Regions from separate parts of the Anas platyrhynchos genome. Here region 2 is linked to region 1. The links are chromatin contacts, called in public Hi-C maps. All regions are on one chromosome and are shown on one strand. Each heading gives the region's core, a stretch centred on a gene start, on an enhancer-like site or on the middle of the called end of the contact. The rest is flanking DNA. Distances are from core to core; before and after follow the strand shown.

Region 1 (5,978 bases), core at 2,581-5,080:
TAGAAAAGCTGGCAGCTAATGAAATCAGAGCTGAGCTGCTCAGTACTCAAGGGAAGTTTGTGAAGTTTGAACGCGCTAGTTGAGATGTCACAGGGAAGCCAAGGGCTGGGGGTGTCGAACAATGACCACCGGGGCTGCATTTGCAAGGAAAATGGTGTCAGTGTGACAGCAGCCTGCAAAGCTCTCTGGCTTGTGCAGTGTGAGCTGCTTGCAGTCATTGCTGGCTGCTGAGAGGGGCTGGTGTGCAGGAAGTAGCCGGGGAGAGGTTTTCACAAGGACCTGTTGTTTGGTTGCTCAGATTATATCAGTGTTCTGGCTATTGAGAGGGATTTGGCCTTTTTGCTTGCAGCTTTATTTATTTTTTGCCTGTTCTCAATTCTCTTTGTGAATACCAATATTCTGAGTCACCCAGAACGATTTCTGCCTTCATTAGAGATTCCTTCCAGCTCCCCTTCAACTGCCTGTAGGCTGCTGCCTGCCCCTGCCTCCCCCTGTGCACTTTGCTGCACGGATTTAGCTCTCAGTATTCCATCACTCATCCATTCGTGCAGCTCTGGCAGTTGAATACCTTCATCCATATTAAACTGGATTGTACCTTTGGTTCTTTGCACAACTTGCTTTCTTCACCTGACCCCTTCTGTACTGTCCCTGCTACTACTGATGTGTGTTTTCAAGCATTTGAGATGTGGAATATGGCCATAGTTTATCCCTGGCCTACAGCAGCTGTGCTTAGAGCCGATCAAGTGCAATGGTTAGACCAGGGACCTGGGCATCCAAACCCTGGAGTAAAACAGCATGTTTGCTTCTTTGATAAACTTTGGTGTTTAAATTGCCTACCGTATCTACACCACGCAAACAGGATTGTGTTTCTGGAAACCTAAATTAAAAGATCCAATATAAATTAGAAGCAATTGTATAGTTCTTTAATGGATATTCCTACGTGAGTTGCTGACCTCTGTGGTACTCAAAAGCTTGAGCATAAGAAATCTACAAATCAATAAGGAAAATAACCTGGAATGGAGGATGGGTCTCATTACAGCGCTAAGTGTCGATACAGTAGATGTCTTAATGCTAGTTAATGACTGTCCCTAATGGTATTCAAACAATGTACATTTGCTTTAGCTTTTTTCAAAGTCCAGATAAGCTGCTCTGAGCTCTCTTAATGATGCGAATTATTTAACGCTCATTTGTATGCAGTATGCTCCTGCTTTGAAAGTACTTCACAGAATTCAAGCCAAATTCAGCCTTGCAGCTCCACTGAAGTCAGTGCTTGTCTGTGCATCTGCTGGTAGTTTTTGCTTGAAGAGTTAACTTCTTGTTGCACTGATTTTATTTTATTTTTAAAGGTAGTATCTGCAAAGGGTTTTTAGTCACCCTTCTCCCCTCCCTGGTAGAGTAGCTGTAAGTACAAATGCTGTTCTGTTGATTCTCTCATCTCCCTCTTAAGCCCTGCAGAATGAGGACATGCTAAGCAGAAAATACTTTTCTGTATTCTTTCCTTTCCACTACTTTGCGCTTCTTAAGCACAGTTCTGCTGATATATGGCACTTCTAAAAAATCATCCTGCGAAGAATCTCTGCCTGCCATCAGATGTATGCAAGAAGCTGAGTTCCTGTCTGTGGCCCATTTTTGGGTTAACACAACGTGAACTGGTGGAGGCCAAGTCACGTACAATTCTGCAGGTTAGTTCTGCTCAGTATAGCAACGTAAGGATGCGCTTTCTTGTGGCTGATAGCAGTATGGTGTGGGAGCCTGAGCTGATATTTTGAATAAAAGTAGGTGCTGGAAGGTGGAACAGGTATTCTTAGTTCAGACATATATTTTCGTGTTTGACATTATAACTGCAATATTCTTTTAATGTAATTTTTAACTCAGCCCCACTATGTTTTTAGCATGCACATTAAAAGAGAAAAAAAATCATCTGCAATCATATCATTCACTCCCCCTGGGTAATGGGTAGGGGTGTGATTTTGAGCTTACAGCACAGACCTACAACTCTACTGCCTGCACAGAGTAAGTAGGAGTAATGGAAAAGCATCCTTTCTAAATGTACGTGTCACTAGAATGGGCAGAGATGTTTCTTGTCAGCTGTTAAGATATTTGCTGGCAGCACAGGGATGAGTGTTGAGATGTGGGAATAATGGGTTCATTTCCAAGTTCTACAGCGGATGAATCTAGATGTCCTGCTGCCTTATTCTGTATAACGTTATCACAGTGTATGACTGCTTCCTCTCTCCCTGTCCTGTAGCACAGCTTCCAGCTCCTGGCCTGTGCTCATCTTGATCTCCACAGCATGGTTCCTTACCCCCCAGCTCCTCCCTCCTTGCTGCTTGCCCATCCCTTTTGGCCTGCATCTCTCTTCCCTCTCTCCTGCTGGGGATGGCTGTAATCCCCAGAGGAATGTGGCCCACAGGCCTCTGCAGGACCTGGGCGTGTGACTCCAGAGAGCCTGCGATGGGGAATGCAAAGCAGGAAAAAGCAATCTTGAGGTCTCTTCCAACCTAGAAATTCTGTGATTCTGTGATTCTGTGATCTCGTGTCACCTGGCAGCACAGGGAGGGGAGAGCTGGGGATCTGCGGGCTGCTCAGTGTGCTTGGCTCTCCAGTTGTCTCATCAGACAGAAAAATAGAGGCTAGACTTTTCGGCTGCATGTGTTATTTCCCTATTCATTGTGTCTGGGTGATGTATTCTCTGCCTGTGGTTTTAATAAATGTCTTTCTAAGCTACTTTCTGCTTCAGTCCCCCTTGGGATAGCTCTTTCCAACTCAGCTGCATCAGTATGCTGAAGATGTTAAGTTGAACGTGTGGAACGGGAAAAAGGAGAACTTCCCATAGAGCATCTAAGGAAGCTTTAATAATATCACTATGAAGCTGCTGTATGTTACAAACCTCACCTGAATGTTAAGTTGCACAAAGCTCTCTCAATCATATTAATTCCTCCTCCCTCTCTCTTTTTTTTTTTTTTTTTTTTTTTTTTTTTTTTTTTTTTTTATGTATATGTCCACAGAGCACTCAAAAGCATTTGCAAGGAGAATCCCAAACTGCTGTTAGGACGCAGACTTGTGCTGGGTTCTAATAATACCTTGCAGGTAGGATGTTGCTGTGTTTTAGAGCATCCTGAACATTTCAACGGGGATATGGGGGGGGGGGAGGGGGGAAATCATTGTTCTGTGTTTGGAAACTAAGTTTAGTTCTATGTAGTAAGCACCCATCTTAACCCTGCTAGAGCAGAACTACACCCCTTTTCTAGCAGAAACCAGAGTTGTTGTTAATTAATGTCTTGCTGAAAACTAAGTCTTTGCCATCTGTTCCGCCCCCTCACTACGAATGCCACTCTCATTATGTTGATTATGTAATTAAAAATGAAAATATATTTTGGTAGAGTGCTGCATAGGCATCTGTGCTGATTCTTCTGTTCCTATTCGCTGCCCCCTGCCCCCCAGCCCATACAAAAAGGAAAAGACAACAATTGTTTGGCTCGCCAGGAGCTTTATGCTGAAGCTGTGGCACTGGCTGCCAGACTGGTGCACGTCATGGGAGCAGCCACTTGAACCCTGCTGTGTTTGAGCTGCGAATCCTTCGGAAACCCTGGTTATTAGGTTCATGAGAAATCCGTGGCAGGAAGCTGCCCCTTAAACTGAAGCGGCTTTTAGTTCTTGTGATGGGTTAACTTGAATCCAGATCAAGAAAAGTGAAAAGAAAAGAGGCCTGGCTACTTTATAAGTGATAGCGTGACCTCTGAGATCAGCGAGGCTGCTCGTGTTACAAATATGGCCTGTGTCTATCTAAGGGTGGAGGAAGAGAAAAAGAGGAGGGGTAGCTTTCCTGTAAGTGGGTTAGAGCAATTACTGAGGTCTCTTACAGCAAATGAAGTTGTCAGTGTGAGTCACATTCCCTTTTTTTCCTCTCCCTGCCAAGTTTTAAGCAGTAACCAGACAGGGAGGAAAAAAAAGGGAAAAGTAACAATGGAGAAAAGTTGAACTGAAACAACCCTTCATTCAGGGTATTGTTTGACATTTTAGTTCTGATTGTACATAGAGATAAAGGGTCTATAAATATCCTGTCTGCTGAAATTCCTTATCACAACATCGCCTGTCAGCTGAACAAATAGGTTAGGTTCTCCAAATACTACCTAATTACGTATGTAAATACAAAATTACTGATTATATCCCTGCACCACGTGGAGTGAAGGCCTGATCACTGGAAGGGACATTAACTTTGTCTGTTTTACGGAGAGATGCCCCAGTCTCAGGAGAGCAAGCGCCATGTACAGCTGTTGCTGCTGAATTGGTGCAAGCTCCAAGACCAGACTGAACGAAGCAACAAGATATTTATCTGGCTAACGAGACTAGATGAAAGCATATTCTGATGCTTTTGAAAGTATCTTAGCATTTAGTTCTGTTTAACAAATGGCTGGAAGCTTTTCTACTCTGCTTTAGAGCTTTTAATGAAGCATTGTGATTCCCATTGTGGTTGATTGTTTGACACTTTTATTATTACTGGTATGCATAGCGTTTTTTAATGTTTGACAGCTGGAGAAAGAAGTATTTTGTGCATTCAAACTTTTAGTACAAAGCTGCTGTTTTCCATTCTGCCTTTGTCTTTTATTCTTGCTGATGCAAATCAACGAAAGACAGAACTGATGAAATTACGTTTGTTTACTTTTTACTTGATAATAAGACACAGCCAGCCTTTTATAAAAGACAGAAATAGGGGATGTGAATGTTTCTACAGTATTTCTAGAAAGGGTTTTTTTCTTACAATATAAAGGCATTTATTTGTTTCATATGTCTTGATTTATAAGATAATGTGCACTTCCTAATGCATGTGGAATAAGAACGGAGCAATGAATGACAGTTAGCAATGGATTCCATTTGGAAAGCTCACAGCTTGTTGTTTTTCTTAATTCAACAGTATAAATGATCATAGCACATCACAAGATAAACACACCAAGATACCTCTGTCCTTCACAGTAGGACTGCCTCTGATCATTATTGCTTATTTGTATATAGCTATACAAAAAACCCACTCCATCAGCTTTGGCTTTATACACAGGTAATTGTTATTGGGTACTGGCTTTGATACATTGGTATGATATTGGAAAGAAACAATCACCGAGAGGCAGGGCTGCAGAAATTGGATACCCATGATTGTTTTGGTGAGTAATGCGCATGTCTTGTGGATTGTGTAATACTTTTTTTTTTTTTTAAATGCTTGTTCTGAGAAAGAAGGCCTGCATTTATCTATCTGGCTTGTGAGTGTGCATGCAGGCAAAAAGGTCCTGGATTGGGAGTACATTTCTAGATGTCAGTAGCTGCAGCAGAAAGATTTTGGAAGGAGTAAAAGGCAGAAACAGGAGAGGAAGATAATGAATGGAAAGGAGGTAGCAAGAAAGGCACTTTAAAACTGCTCTCATGATCACTGTTTCCTGCATTTTGACCAGAAAGGACAAAAGGGCAGCAAAGGATGGCAAAGGTAACAGAGGTGTCTGAAGGCTTTCCAGCAGTGTAGCCAAATCTCCCTGTTCTGCAGACAAAACTAGACTGACAGAGTGATATCACATGGCAGCTGAGCCAGATCTAATGAATTGCTGGTATCAAAAAGGGCAGTTCTGCTCCCAGCCTTGCTGCTTTCTTTATACAGGTCTGGTGCTTGTCTGGACCCTTTGAGTTTATGCAGCTCAATAAATGGTAAGAAAATGAATTCAGCAAAAATTAGTGAAGTTCCAGCCCAGGAGGGAAGGAGGGTTAGACACTGTGAGAAGCAAAACTGGAACTGCAATGAGTGGGAGAAGCATGGATGTCAGATTTTTGCTGCAGGTGTGGGGTGTTCTGGAGGATGCCTTGCTGCTACCCTACACCTAACTTCCCACTTCATCTCCTAGGTGGTGCCTCACTGAAAACGGCATGAAATGAGCATGGACTGATCAAAAGTCCATGAAAAAAAAAGTCCAAGAAAAGTCCATGAAAAAAGTCCA
Region 2 (5,978 bases), core at 1,609-4,108, 180 kb after region 1:
TCCTCCACAATGTGGTTTACATCTTCTTTTACTGTGGAAAAGAAGAAAATATAATGTTCTTCTCTTTCTTCTGCAAACAGTCAGAGTGTGATTATTTTCTACTATAGAGATCATTAGCAGGATGACAATAAGAGAACACCAGATCTCAAATCCAGAAACGCCCCCAACTTTTTTTTTTTTACCTTTTTTTTTCCTAAAAAGAAATCCCTTGTAAGTCTGTGCTTTAATTTTACAAACTTGATGTCAGAAATACCATACTTTATAACAGTACTACCATTCAACTTGTTTTACTTTCACTAAAGCATTTTTAACTCCCACACATTAAATACAAAACCGAACACAATGAAAGCCAACACAGCATATGAATACAACCCTCATTACTTACTTCTCCTGTGATAGGGTTGGTTCCATATTTCTTTATCCAAGGAACAATGCTCCTGAAAAGAGAAGGAAGAAAGTAATAAGATTCAAGCAACAATGGCAACCTCTATTATTTTTTAATAGCCAAGATTATTTCTACCGACTTGCTAAGATCAAATGATGAGTACACAGCTGTAACCAAGCAGTTCAGCAACACAAAAATAAAGCTAAGTACAGACAGTAACTTACAGTATGTCAAAGACTGTCCCATCTGGTGTGCAAACTGGATATTCAAATGGCTGCAGAGACAAACTAGAAAAAAAGTACATGTTTTTAGCAAAATCAGCTGGAAATCATGATGACAGAAGCAAATAACATTTAGCTGAATCACTTGCATATTAAAGGAAGGCCTATACCAGCGAAAATACTGAGTGGCTGCCAATACTCACTACATGATATTCTACATAAATTAGGTTAAAAACAAGATCTCTGAAAGGAACTGATGCAGTTCAGCACCCACTGCCATACAACCACAGGTGTAGATGCTGTGATACTCCTGAAGCTGCTTCTGTTGCCCCAGCAGGTTCTACCCGCACACAAGATGGTCCAAGCAGACACGCTGTCTTTGTACTAAACAGGCTAGGGAGTAATTGGCAATTACATTCGGTATCTCTTGTTAGGGATGTTTCCATAATTCCTTCAGCTTTTAGCCAAGCAGCAGTAGTAAGTAGGTGGGGATGGAACCTTCTGGAACTATTTGATTTACTAGACAATATCTAACCCACCTCTACTAACTCCCATCATTCTAGGACTTCAAGAATGAAACTAAACACAAAAATAGGATAAATATCCTTTCAGTCTATCTAATCACTGCCTCTGAGATACAAATAACTGTCCAACCATATTCTAAGCAGGAAAAAAATTGATTCAAGTCCCAATTACACAGATTTCTAAGATTGGAACAAGCATGGTAACTGTTCAGAATTATTTTATCACTTTTAGCCATCAAATTCAATCTCAGCAGACACTAAGGATGGGAAATACTGATATTGTTTCAGTTCTTATTGAAATTTTCTTGTTGCATTGCTATCATAGCAGACACAAGTCAATGAAAGTACCTTGGAAGAACACAGCTTCAGCAATAGCTCAGATGAAGAGACAGGTCATTTAATAACGATAATGTAATTTTATTGCTTTACCTGCAGTGATCAAATGATATACGTCTGAAATTAGTTCGTGGATGGTCTGTTTATGAGAAACAAAGCACAGGATTAATACAAAGTATGCCAGGTAACAAAGAAACATTTGAAGTTACATTGCGCAATCTGTGTGGTAGCAATTTACCAATGACAAGAATAAACACAGTAAGCTCTGCAAACCCATAACTAAAATCAGATTCCTACTGTAGAGCACAAATACGCTCCTCAACGGAAATAACAATCAGAATAAAACGAGCAGAGATCCGACAGACTGACAGCACTGCATTTAAATGAGATGATTAATTTGTAAGTGCCTTCATGCTCTGCCCTACCGGTAGATGCAGAACTTGCTGAGGGCAAGGAGAGTTCATCTGGACGTCACACCTCCAATTTCAGCATTTTTCATGCTCATCAGTGTCACCAATTTTTGGACCCGCAGTTACAAGGCTCAGCAGTTCCAAAGCCAACCCAGGGAGCGCTCAGACATCCCTGCAGCCTGTAGGAGCTGTGCTCGAGGAGCTCCTTTCACCGGCCACCCTGAGCGACGTGACCCCGTGCCAGAGCCCTCGCACCGCTGCTCAAGCAAAGCAAGGGACAGAGAGTTTAGAGAAGGAAGTCTGCGGAGCTCCAGCAGAGAGGAGACTGGAAATTTGAGTGCAAGCGTGGAGACAAGGCCAAAGGAGACGGAGAGCAGCCCGGGGGTGCCTGAGGAGGGCAGCCCCAGCCCCAGCCCCGGCGGGGAGCGAGGCGCAGCAGCAGACCCGGGGCAGGGCCGCGGGGAGGAGGCACTCACCTGCCTTCTTGCCGCCGTAGAACTGCGTGTACTCGGCGCAGGTGATGTACCTGCGGGCAGAGCGGGGTCACCACACGGCACACAGCCACACGGCCACCCCCCCGCGCCCCCCGGCCGCCCCCCTCCCCGCCGCCCCGCTCACATCTTGTCCTTCTGGTGCTGCCGCTTCCCCATGGCTGCGGCTCGGCCCCGACCGCCGCCGGCACCCGCACGGCTGAGGCCGCGGAGCTTTTCCGGGGCGGGTGCGGCTCCGAAGGGCCCCGCCGGGAAACGCGGGCGGCGAGCGGCGTTCCGGGGCCGGCCCTCAGGAGGCGGCGGAGAGGGAGAGCCTCGGGGGGCGGCTGAGGGGAGCCGGGGGGCGGCCGCGGGCCCTGCCGGGGCCCCTCAGCTCAGGGGCGCGGCGCCACCCGCTCGGCAACGCCGGGCCTCGGGCACGGCTGAAGGCGTGAGGGGCTGAGGGAGGGCAGCTCCCGCTCGTCAGGCGGCCTGGTGGCCGCTTCCACAGAAAAAGTAGAAAGTAAAAAAAAAGAAATGGTGCGTTCAGCTGGTCCAGATCAGACTCGAGTGTCGTCCCGCCCCTCCCCCGAAGTGATTCCAGTTCAAAGTGTCCAAATGGACTGGGAGAGCCGATTTGTTTCTGCAGCTGCACAGGCCTCCTTTCCAAAAAGGCACAGCTCGGAAGCATGGAGTTGAAAATGGATAAAACGTAGCTTAAGGCCATGCTACCACCATGTTTTTCTGTCATGGTATATTGAACTGCTGGGAGCAGAGGTCAAGGAAACTGGGGCAGCTCTCCCTAGCTGGACGGTTGTGTTGCCCCAAGGAGCACATCTCTCCCTCCTCGGGTCCAGCCCGCCATGTGGCTGCAGACACCCACCAGAACACAGCCCTCAGCAGCCAAAATCCACAGCAGTGCAGCTATTCCTCGCCACTGCTGCCTGGCATTCCTCACAAGGGTGAGAGATCGACTGTTTCTGCTAGAAGTTGCTGTACATGGCATGCACTACACCCCTGTAACAGAGGGGTAATTTTTAAATACAAACACTGACTTCAATAATAATTTTCTTACTCAGAAACACCCCAACTAAGGCAGTAAACTGGGACACACCTAAATAGTTGGGCCCTGGCAATAACTGAAGCCATACACTTGCTTCCTTCCCAGCACCAAGCATACTTCAGTGAAGAAAACAAGTTGACTGATTTGGTTTCAGTGCAATTCAAAAACCACTCCACAAGTGAACTGCTGGCAGGGCACCAACACCATTTTGTTATTATGGAATGCCACACAAACAACATTGCCATAACTGGATGAAGTTTGTCACTGCTTTCAGCAGTGGTTAAGGGAGCCCTTTTTACTTTGGGTTGCCTAAAATAATGAGTACTCCCCACATAGCTCCTGCCCCTTCAGAGGAGATGTGGCTTTAGGATGTAGCTGCTCTCAGGTGACTACAAATACTTGTCTGATCCTGCTCTTAGAGTAAAGATCACCCAGACAGTATTATGTATTTCTAGAGACGTTAACATGATTCAGCTTGTGTTGACGTTTCTGGAGATGCCGTTTGTAATATAAATATAAAATTCAAGACCATGTTTGTTTTTTCATTTTTTAAACCAATGCGGTGTTCATTTATTTTTGTACTTACAAAAAGAGCCATCCCATTGTATCCCTCCCCCTCCCCAAAAATGCCTTTTACAAACATTTAAAAATTAAAAACCAGATGATGACATGTTAATTTGGTAAATTATTTTGAAACATAGCTTTTGTAATATTAGAGTTAGATTTCCTACAAGATGACTTTGTAGAGATAGCCTGATTACTGGCCAAATAAAATTCCATATTACAAGTTAGCAAATTCTAGTACAAAAATAGTCCATGTGTTAGAACAGCCTCTTATTATTATTATATTCACAGGAAAGAGTCTATTGGCTGTATAATATGTTAATATTTATGAAATTTCTTTTTATGTGGCTCATTCATCTAATTTAATATAGTGTTGAGCCTCAATAAATCCTCAGTCAAAAAACCCTAAACAGGGTTAAATATGCTGTTCAGTGTACTCTGAAGTACTGTGCTTTTCACAGGACATCCAAGAAACCCTACAAACAGTTCTCAGCTAGTTTTGATATTAAAATGAGATACAGATCCAAAAGGACCCCCCTGAAGTACATATCCACGACTTTCCATAGAAACAGAGGCCACAGCTTCGATGGTTAAGTTTCACTTGGGAAACTATCTAGGTCATCCACTCATTTTCATGGATCCACTTGTGAGCTTCTTTAAAATCTAAAGCAGGTCACTCGAGAAGCATCTGGGACCCTTATGGCACTGCCCTCTTCAGCAGCGTTCCACACTGACCGGGCTCTCTCTCTTCTTCGGTCTCTGGTTAATGCTGTTCAGCAGTTTCTATCAGACCAGGCGCCTCAAGGAAAATCTGGGGAAATGCTACTTATCTCTCAAGATGTCTAGCTGCTCTTGATATTCTGTGAAAAGCCTCTGGAAGCGGAGGTTCTGTCCAATAACAGGAAGAAGTTCTTTCAATAGTTCTCTCTTTCGTAAACCCTGCAAAACAAAAAAGAAAAACACAAAAGCATCCTTAGAATGCATTATTTAATATCATGAATAAAATCCATAGGACTGCAAGATTGTCTTTTTTCCTGCCTGGAAGGAGCTATGTAATTTTATGTTCTTACTGTGCTTACATGACTCCCAAAATAAAAACTGTTTTTACATTTATATATTCATTAAGCTGGTGCAGCCTCTGCACAGCTAGACTTCAGGCATGCTCTGAGGAGAAAAGACATTTTATTGGCATGTCACTATTTCAAAGCTGCTGTCTGAACAATGTGGAGACCTGAAAACTCAGCTCTACTCCCAACTGATTTTTATTCAAAACAGCACCAGTGCTGAGACCATGGCATTAAGTATTTGTATACAGTTCCACATGAAATAAATACAAGTGCCATGAGAGGAAGCCTTCTTACGAGATAGGAATAGAGAATGGAAAGGGTTGCAGGATTAGCAAAAAATCATTTTTGATTTTTTTTTTGTCACTAAGTTTAACTGTATCTTACGTTACACTGTTATCCATATTCTGTAATTTTCATGGGAAACGCTCCCTCATTCTTTGTTAAACTATTATCAGGACTTACCATTACTGTTGATTCCCACTGACTTCCAGCTGAGTAATGGACTGGACCCAATAAATCCTTGCATAATTCTCGCAAACGATATTCAAACCCTGAATATCATCAGAAATAAGATCACGTTCATAGGATTTCTGTATATAAAACCACTACAAAATGTAACTGACAACATTTTCAAGAAAAGAGTTGCAAGTATCTAGAACAGGATAAAGACAAAATGCATGATTTCTGAAAAAATATATTAGTATATATACAGAGATATATTCATAGAAATTAACTTAAGGAGCTCAACACTACTGATTGTTGAAATTTTAAAATGTAAAAATGCATAAAGTGCAAGTAACAGAAGCAAACTCACTTCTTTGTGTGCTCTGGTACAAAGTATCAAAGGCTTAGCAATTCTTCCACTTTTCGACATACCCTGATCATCAGTTGGCAGAGGAACATTACATGTTTTACAAGGTGTTGCTGCTTCTGAAATG

What was found. Hi-C and Micro-C count contacts between places; a contact is called where the count stands out from the background.
Region 2: a contact with region 1 is called in a Hi-C map of skeletal muscle, with 2.2 times the contacts expected there. The contact joins the promoter of PPIL2 here to the enhancer-like site in region 1. A contact is called at or near these places in 3 of 8 Hi-C or Micro-C datasets (liver, skeletal muscle and subcutaneous adipose tissue).

The regions. Positions count from the first base shown.
Region 1 is chr16:10,100,876-10,106,853 of IASCAAS_PekinDuck_T2T, forward strand. PPM1F (protein phosphatase, Mg2+/Mn2+ dependent 1F) reads left to right here. Exons shown (of 8, transcript XM_072024262.1): 8 at 3,009-3,090. The coding sequence ends at 3,077. Among named protein-coding and RNA genes, the nearest start is that of MAPK1, 11 kb to the right of the region's middle. Within about 2 kb of position 3,831, at least 1 of the 8 cell types and tissues checked has an H3K27ac peak or open chromatin away from gene starts, as enhancers often do. A contact at or near this core is called in subcutaneous adipose tissue, where this site is marked.
Region 2 is chr16:10,279,343-10,285,320 of IASCAAS_PekinDuck_T2T, forward strand. It overlaps PPIL2 (peptidylprolyl isomerase like 2), which reads right to left and starts at 2,859. Exons shown (of 20, transcript XM_027469628.3): 1 at 2,495-2,859; 2 at 2,353-2,402; 3 at 1,560-1,605; 4 at 610-672; 5 at 386-437. The coding sequence starts at 2,526. HIRA (histone cell cycle regulator) reads right to left here. Exons shown (of 24, transcript XM_027469625.3): 23 at 5,503-5,591; 24 at 3,943-4,912. The coding sequence ends at 4,796.